2 separate regions of the Mus musculus genome follow, and region 1 is linked to region 2. Evidence: chromatin contacts called from public HiChIP or PLAC-seq data. All regions are on one chromosome and are shown on one strand. The core of a region is the stretch at or near the end of the contact, and the rest is flanking DNA. Distances in the headings are between cores, read along the strand shown.

The links. HiChIP or PLAC-seq counts read pairs in DNA pulled down with a chosen protein or histone mark.
Region 1: an HNF4G HiChIP or PLAC-seq map of pancreatic cancer cells shows a contact between it and region 2. The contact joins the promoter of Grb7 here to the promoter of B230217C12Rik in region 2. A contact is called at or near these places in 1 of 39 promoter capture datasets (cranial neural crest) and 1 of 115 datasets of contacts at active chromatin or transcription factors (pancreatic cancer cells).

What each region holds. Positions count from the first base shown.
Region 1 is chr11:98,445,163-98,448,965 of GRCm38.p6, forward strand. Grb7 (growth factor receptor bound protein 7) reads left to right here and starts at 1,672. Exons shown (of 15, transcript NM_010346.2): 1 at 1,672-2,087. It also overlaps a transcript of Mien1 not described here.
Region 2 is chr11:97,839,566-97,842,860 of GRCm38.p6, forward strand. It overlaps B230217C12Rik (RIKEN cDNA B230217C12 gene), which reads left to right and starts at 1,570. Exons shown (of 3, transcript NR_169086.1): 1 at 1,570-1,664; 2 at 1,909-2,011; 3 at 2,619-3,295.

The DNA.
Region 1 (3,803 bases), core at 422-2,921, 610 kb after region 2:
GGTCTACAAAACAAGTTCCAGGACAGCCAGGGCTGTTACAGGGAAAAACCCTATCTTGAAAAACAAAAGACAGACAGACAGACAGACAGGAAGGGAGGGAGGGAAGGGGGAGAGAGAGAGAGAGAGAGAGAGAGAGAGAGAGAGAATATCACTCATTCAGCTGGAGTCTGGCTTTCCTCCAGCTCAGCCTTCTACATAGTGATCTTTTTTCAGAGTGCAGCCCTGCACTCCTGGCAGGGTCTGGCTTCTGCCCACTCCTCCTGCCAGTCTGGACAAACAGGATGGATGGCTCTCAAACCTGGTTTGCAAAACAGCCACCTGAGGGCTTGTCAATATCTCACATTCCTGGGGCTCTGCCTCCTCAGTGCTTTGAGACTCTGGTAGCTGAGGAGGGGCCCACGGGTCTGCTCTTTCCAGAGCAGCTTAAGAGACTGTGTTCCCCCCTTTTAAGAGCTGCAGTGTTTTCCCTCCACCCCTCCCGTACCTGCAAGACCTGCCCAGACTACCTGATGGCCTCCGTTCCTGTCCACCCCCACTCTCTTCTGCATTCCCTCCCAGCAGCTGCTTCTCCACACTGGGGGTCCACCATGGCAGGTTAACCCCTCTGGTTCCCACTCACTGCCAGGTCCTCCCTGGCTTTGTTTTCATGGCCTTCCCTGCCTCCTGTGAGTCACTCACCTGGCAAACTTGTCACCTGTCATTTCTTATTTGTGTGACTCTTAAAGGTCAGTCTCCCCGACTGGGTTGCAGCCAGCAAAGGGCGGGTCTGTTTTTGTTGTTTTGCTCTGTATACCCAGCGCCAAGCACAGGTCTGCTAGGTTGGAAATGAGGAAATTGTCTCCTGCAATTTGTTCAAATTGCTTCCTGGCCCAAGCAACCTGCCCCTTCCTCACCTTTTTGCTTTGCTCTATTCATACTAGTCTGTCTGATGTCTGTCTGTCTGTCGTCACTCTGTTTTTGAAACAGGGCTTCTCTGTACAGTCCTCACTGTCCATGTAGACCATGCTGGCCTCGAACTCACAGAGATCCACCTGCCCCTGCCCCTAGAGAGCTGGGATTAAAAGGCACACACTTCCACGGTGGCTTTCCACATTAGTTTTTCAAGCGGAAAAGCTAAGGGAGGCTGTGCTTCCTCAGGGCAGACCCCTTATCGCCCCAGTGGCTTGTTTGTTTTCTTAACTCTTAGCCATAGGAAGCTGGGAGGTGGCCCGCTGCCTTTGATCTGGGGACTCTCAACCCCTCTTCCTGATCCTCCAATGTTTGCTGTGAGCTGAACCAGAAAGCTGGAGTAACTGCTGTAATAGAAGCCATCTGCATCAGGCCACAACGGTCACCAGAACTGTGGCCCCTCCCACTAGGCCACCTTGCCACTCTTAAACTTGAAACTAGGAAGGTGAGACCCTGGACTTGCCTCGGAAGAGAGGGTGCACCTTGGGTATTTTAGCAGGGCCAGGACAACAGCCTGGGCGGCTGGACTGTGGTTGGAGGTCAAAGGGCAGAGCACCTCTTCTGGCTTCCCTTTTAAGCCCAGTGCCCTTTGCCCTAGGGGGTGAGATCCGAGCTGAAGACGGCCCCCTAGCTTGACCAATGAACTGACCATCATTGGAATGGGACGAGTAGGAGTGGGCGGGACCATTCGCGTTTAACAAACAGCCTCCAAACTCCCCTTCCCATGTAGTCAGGATTCTAGATTTTTCTCTGTCCAGCCTGTTCTCTCCGGGGCACCTGCTCTCTCTCTCTCTCTCCCTCTCTCCTAGCACCTGCTGCTCAGTAGGAAGGGCAAGAGCAATTCGAGGCGGTGCATTGTGAGGAGTCTCCACCCCTCCTCCTGCGCTTCCTTCTCCAGGGAGCCTCTCAGGCTCCGCCCTTACCTGCCCGAGATAATTTTAGTTTCCCTGGGCCTGGAATCTGGATACGCAGGGCTCGCTCTATATTCTCCCGCCTCAACATTCCAAAGGCGGGATAGCCTTTCTACCATCTGTAGAGAAGAGAGAAAGGATTCGAAATCAAATCTAAGTGTCTGGGATCTCTAGACAGAGCCAGACTTTGGGCCGGGTGTCCGGCTCCTTCTGTTGGAGGTGCTCCAGGTAAGCCGACCGAGATCGGTCTTAGATAATCTGCTCCTACCCCCAGCCTCACCGAGGGCCCCAGGTTGTGCCTGCATCGAGCGGATCTGGCCTGCTGCCCAGTTAGATGGCCGGGAGGCTGCCACGCTCTCCCCCCTGACCGCCCTCTCTCGGCGAGGTCAGGCCAGAGGCGGGGGGTGGGGGTGGGGGTGGGGGAGAAGGGGGGTGGGTGATAGTTAAGGCCTGGAATCTTCCTCCCTAAACCGGTGGCCTCAGGCAGGTGAGCTATGGTCTGGGTAAAGGCGGAAGCGGGAACTTCATCTTGGGGGATGGGATGGGATGGGATGGGATGCAAGTTAGGTCTGGGTCCCTAAGGAAAGAGTCACACTCCTGATGCTCTCTGCGCTGCATTGTTTGTTTTGTTTGTTGCTTGGCATCACCAATCCTTCCCCTTCCTCATCTTGCTCCCTGAGACCCGAGGTAAGGTCTCTCCATCACCTGAAATCTTGACTTTCCGGCTAAAACTAGTTCTTACCCAACACCAGTTAGTAGGGGGTGCTAGATCCGGAGGTTGCCCTTCAATACCTTATTGAGCTCAGTTTACTACAATCTGGGGTTCCCATTCGGAGGGGAGTAAGGGAGAGCGACTCCCGCAATGGTTGGAACTGCATCTCTCCACGTTGTGGTCCCATCTCCGATACGGAAGCTCAGCAGGCTGCGGATCCCTCCTGGCTGCAAATGAGTGTGGACAAAGAAAGCTAGAGGGGTGGGTGTAGTGTGAAGGTCTGCAGTTCGGGGCCTGGAAAACAGTGTATGGCCGGGTATGTGGGCCTGCCTGAGGCTGAAGTTGGGGGAAAGACCTAGTTAGGTCTGGGTTTTCATGGTAGGATGGAGACAGAGTGCATCTGAGGGACAGCTGATAGTATTTTCAACCTTTTCTCCCTCTTTTCCCCCCAAGAATGCAATGCCTTCTGGGTCATGAGTCTGTCTAGCTTGGACTCTGCTCTCCCCCAATAGCGCGTGCTAATGTGTGTGTGTGTGTGTGTGTGTGTGTGTGTGTTTGTGTTCTCCCCGAAGGCAAACTAATGATTAACTCTACAGAGAACTCTAGCATTCTTCCCAAATTAAACATTAAAAGAGTTGTCCCGCCCGCTTTATTTCATTGGATGTTCCCACCCCCCCCCCAACCCCGGCGGAATGGGTGGAGCATCAACTTTGGGTCAACTCAGGGTTTCCTACCTCCCCACCTGCTCCCGGTACCCGGAAAGGTTAAGCCCCCCCCCCCCCCCACTTCCCTCCCCAAGTCCTGATGGGTGTTAGCTTCCTGTGCTGGTCCAGAGCCGGATCTCAGGCTGCCCAGGCCAGCAGCTCAGTGTCTGCCCCACGAACCCTTCGCCTCATCTTGGGAAGAGGAGATGGTGGCCTTGTTTGCAGTTGGCCCCAAACATTAGGCCTTGCCACTCGCCCCTGGGGCTTTCTAGGTGGGGCAAGATTCAGGAAGTAAACAAGGCAGCAGGGAGGGTAGGAGAGAGGGTGGGGCAGGAGCTGCTGGGGCTGGAGAGCCAGAGTTTGGAGTGGCCTAGCTGAGAGGACAAATTGGTTGGGGGACCAGTTTCTCCAACGGAACCTTTGCTTAGGCCCTAGTTTGAATGTTTTCCATCTTTTGGGCAGGCCCCACAGCAGGCTCCCCTGCCTCATCTCAAATTTTAGTTACTCTACCGTCCCCTAGAGCTGTCC
Region 2 (3,295 bases), core at 320-2,819:
GAGTGAGCTGAGTGTGGGGAGTGCTCCAGGCAGGGGAAGGACCTAGCAGCGTTCGAGTTTCCCAAGAGCAGCCCAAAAGCCTGTGACCCAGTGTGGCCTTGTCTGCTGGACTCGCCTGCTCAGGAGGGCTCCCCTCTTGAGAGTGGACTAAGTTCCTGTTAGAAAGGGTGTTACTGGCCGGGCGCAGTGGTGCACGACTTTAATCCCAGCACTCGGGAGGCAGAGGCAGGTGGATTTCTGAGTTTGAGGCCAGCCTGGTCTACAAAGTGAGTTCCAGGGCTGCAGGGAAACCCTGTCTCAAAAAACCAAAAAAAAAAAAAAAAAAAAAAAAAAAAAAAAAGAAAAGAAAAAAGAAAGGGGGTTATTAAGATCTCAAGGTCTAGACCCTTCAAAGAAAATATTTGGGGAGAGTCTAAGAATGCCAGACCTTAGAAACTGACCTATAGAAATCCTTTCCTTTTTAATAAACAGTTGGTACACAACACAAAGCAGAAAGAATCAAAATACATCGCAGTGGGTGTGGGTTTTTTTTTTTTAATGTGATTGTTTATGTATGTGTGTGTACACCAAAGGGCATGTGTGGACATCACAGGACAACTAACAGAAAGGAGTCCTTGTCTTTCCACTGTGGGCCCCAGGGATTGAACTCAGGTCCTCAGGTTTGGTGTACAACACCATTACCCCTTGAGCCCTATCATTGAGTTTTTGTAAGATTCGGTCCCTCAGAAGAAACCACATGAAAGCCAGCTGTAATGGCAGTGCTCAGAGGCTGAGAGGTAGAGTCAGGAGAATCCAGTCAAGGGCCAGCCTGGGCTAACTGAGACTCCCTCAAGACAAAATAAAACAACAACAATAATTAATAATAATACAAAAAGAAACAACAAAACCATGCTTGGATTTGCATCTCTAGACACTAGGAGCGGGTGTGAGTGGGTTTTTTGCTGTTTTCTCTGATGACGACACGAGGTAAATTCAGAAGATCCAGAGAAAACAAACGGGGGAAACTGGCACCACAGAAGGGAAGGAGAGACCTCATGTGACACAAATGAGCTTGGGCTCTGAGGATCTCCCAGACCAACAAGGCAAGCCAGCGTCTGGTGGAATGTGAGAGGCTCGCTTTGACTCCTGCCCCCTATTGACAAGTTGTTAAATTTATCACGCAAGCTCCTGACCACCCTTGAGCTCAGGCTTTAAAAGACTTCAGACTGGTTGAAATGACCCCCAGCACAGTGAGAAAACTCAGATCCATGCCCAGGGTCGCCCTACCCCCACCCCTCGCCTCCTGAGACTCACATGAGACCTTCCTCTATGTTCTCTGAACTAGGTAATGGCCCACAAAACTGGCAACAATTTGTCTTCTGAGATAGATTACCAGAGATGTGTGAGAGGGAGAAGGAAAAAGGAAGGCAGAAAAATCCATTCCTAAGGAGTCTGTAGAGATCCTCCGCTCACACCTTCCGGAGCAGCCCACTCAGTGCAGAAACTGTATCTAAATAGAGATAGCGGTTTTTTTGTTTTGTTTTTTTTTTTCCACACAAAGGGGCGGGGCTGGCTTCCTGGGAAGAAATTAAACCTCTCCGGTTTTGCCTGGTCTAAAAGTAGCTGTTCCCTGGTTACCCACCGTGGACTTTGTGATTGGCTGGCCGTGATGGTGGAGGTGGAGAGTAAGTTGCTGATGGGGTTGCAGCATCCCTTAGCTTCAGGTCCCCGGGAGGGGGAGGGAACAGGAAGCGGGAGGGAAGAGGAGCCATTTCTCCGCGCTGACCGACCTCCACGCTTGCAGCTCCCACTTCCCCGGAATCGAGGGGACTCCTCTGCTTGTACTGAGCCATGCTGGATATTTTCATCCTCATGTTCTTTGCCATCATAGGCCTGGTGGTTCTGTCCTACATAATTTACCTTCTCTAGTGGCCTGGCGCTGCAGGGGCTGCGAGGGGAAGGATGGAGCTGAAGGGCCGAGCATCCTGCTTGCTGACGCACCGGTGGAGTTTTGCTTCTGGTCATTATTCGGGTATTGATTAAAAAAAAAAAATGAAAAGAAAGCTTGTTTTTGTATCTATTTGTCATACACATTGACGTAGCATTTCTTGGATCAATGTGAAAAGAATAAGAAAGGCCAGCTTTCTTTGGGAATTGATTTAAAATGTTATTTCTTAAAAATAAACATCACTACAAATAAGTAAATAAATAAATATAAATAAAATGCACTAGGTTTTAGGTAGGATGGGAGGGAGTGTGCTGGGGGGTGGAGGGGGACAGACTATTATTTCCTAATTTCCTTCCAGGTAGATGCAAAACCAAGTTGTCCATTCTCTCCTGACAATGACTACAGTACATCCTTATGTGTGGACAAGGCAGTTTTCAAATCTGCTGGCATAATTGTATTCATTAATTCACTGCTGCGCCATAACTGCATTCATTAGTTCACTAGTGATTAACTCCCACTTGAGAAAAAATAGCAAATGAAACCTACTTGGGGTAAGGGGTGAGGGAGATGCCCACTTTCCCCAGTTGTGTAGAGGAATGGGGAGGATTCTCAGAACTCCTGCTAGTTCCTGACCAGTAGGGGTACCCCTGCTGCAGTTTGCAGCTGACCATTGTTTTTGGGTTTCCCACAGCTCCTGTGTCGGGTCCAGCAAGAGGCCTCTCACCACCAGCAGCAATCCTGAGGCCCAACTGATCTCTTCCAGTGTATCCGGATGTGGCTGACCCTTGGCACGAAGGCATTCTGTGAGGCAGGGGCACTCCTGGGGACATCAGGAGTTAGTCCAAGAATGCCAGCCACTGGCAGCTGCTGCATGCGATTGAGCTGTAGACAGGGACTATTCAGAATATGGAAGATTGGAACAGTGAAGTCAGAGTGGAGACTGCCCAAACATTCATATGGACAGCCTTTCCTTAGGTCTAAATGCAACTGCACACGATGCTAAAATATTCTTTGCTTTCTGCTTCACAAGCAGGCGTTCCCTTGTAACCTCAAGGGCAAACACTGATCAGTAATTTACAGTTTGTACAGCCTGAGGTTGCGTGGTTTCCCTTGACTTACAACCCATCCCCCACCCTCAAAATTCCCGTTATTTGCATTCTTTAAGGTTTATCATTTCTTCCCTCCTTTTCTCATTTGTTCCCAGCTCCTTAGTTGACTAGAGGCGCATGGTTGTAAAGTCCTTATTCTTTGTGCTTACCTATAAAGCATTGAAACAAAATGGCTATATTAATTTAGGAGAAAAACTTTACCCTAAATGGAAGGGTTTGAAAACTTTAAAAAAAATTTTAAACGTTCCTTTATCTTTAA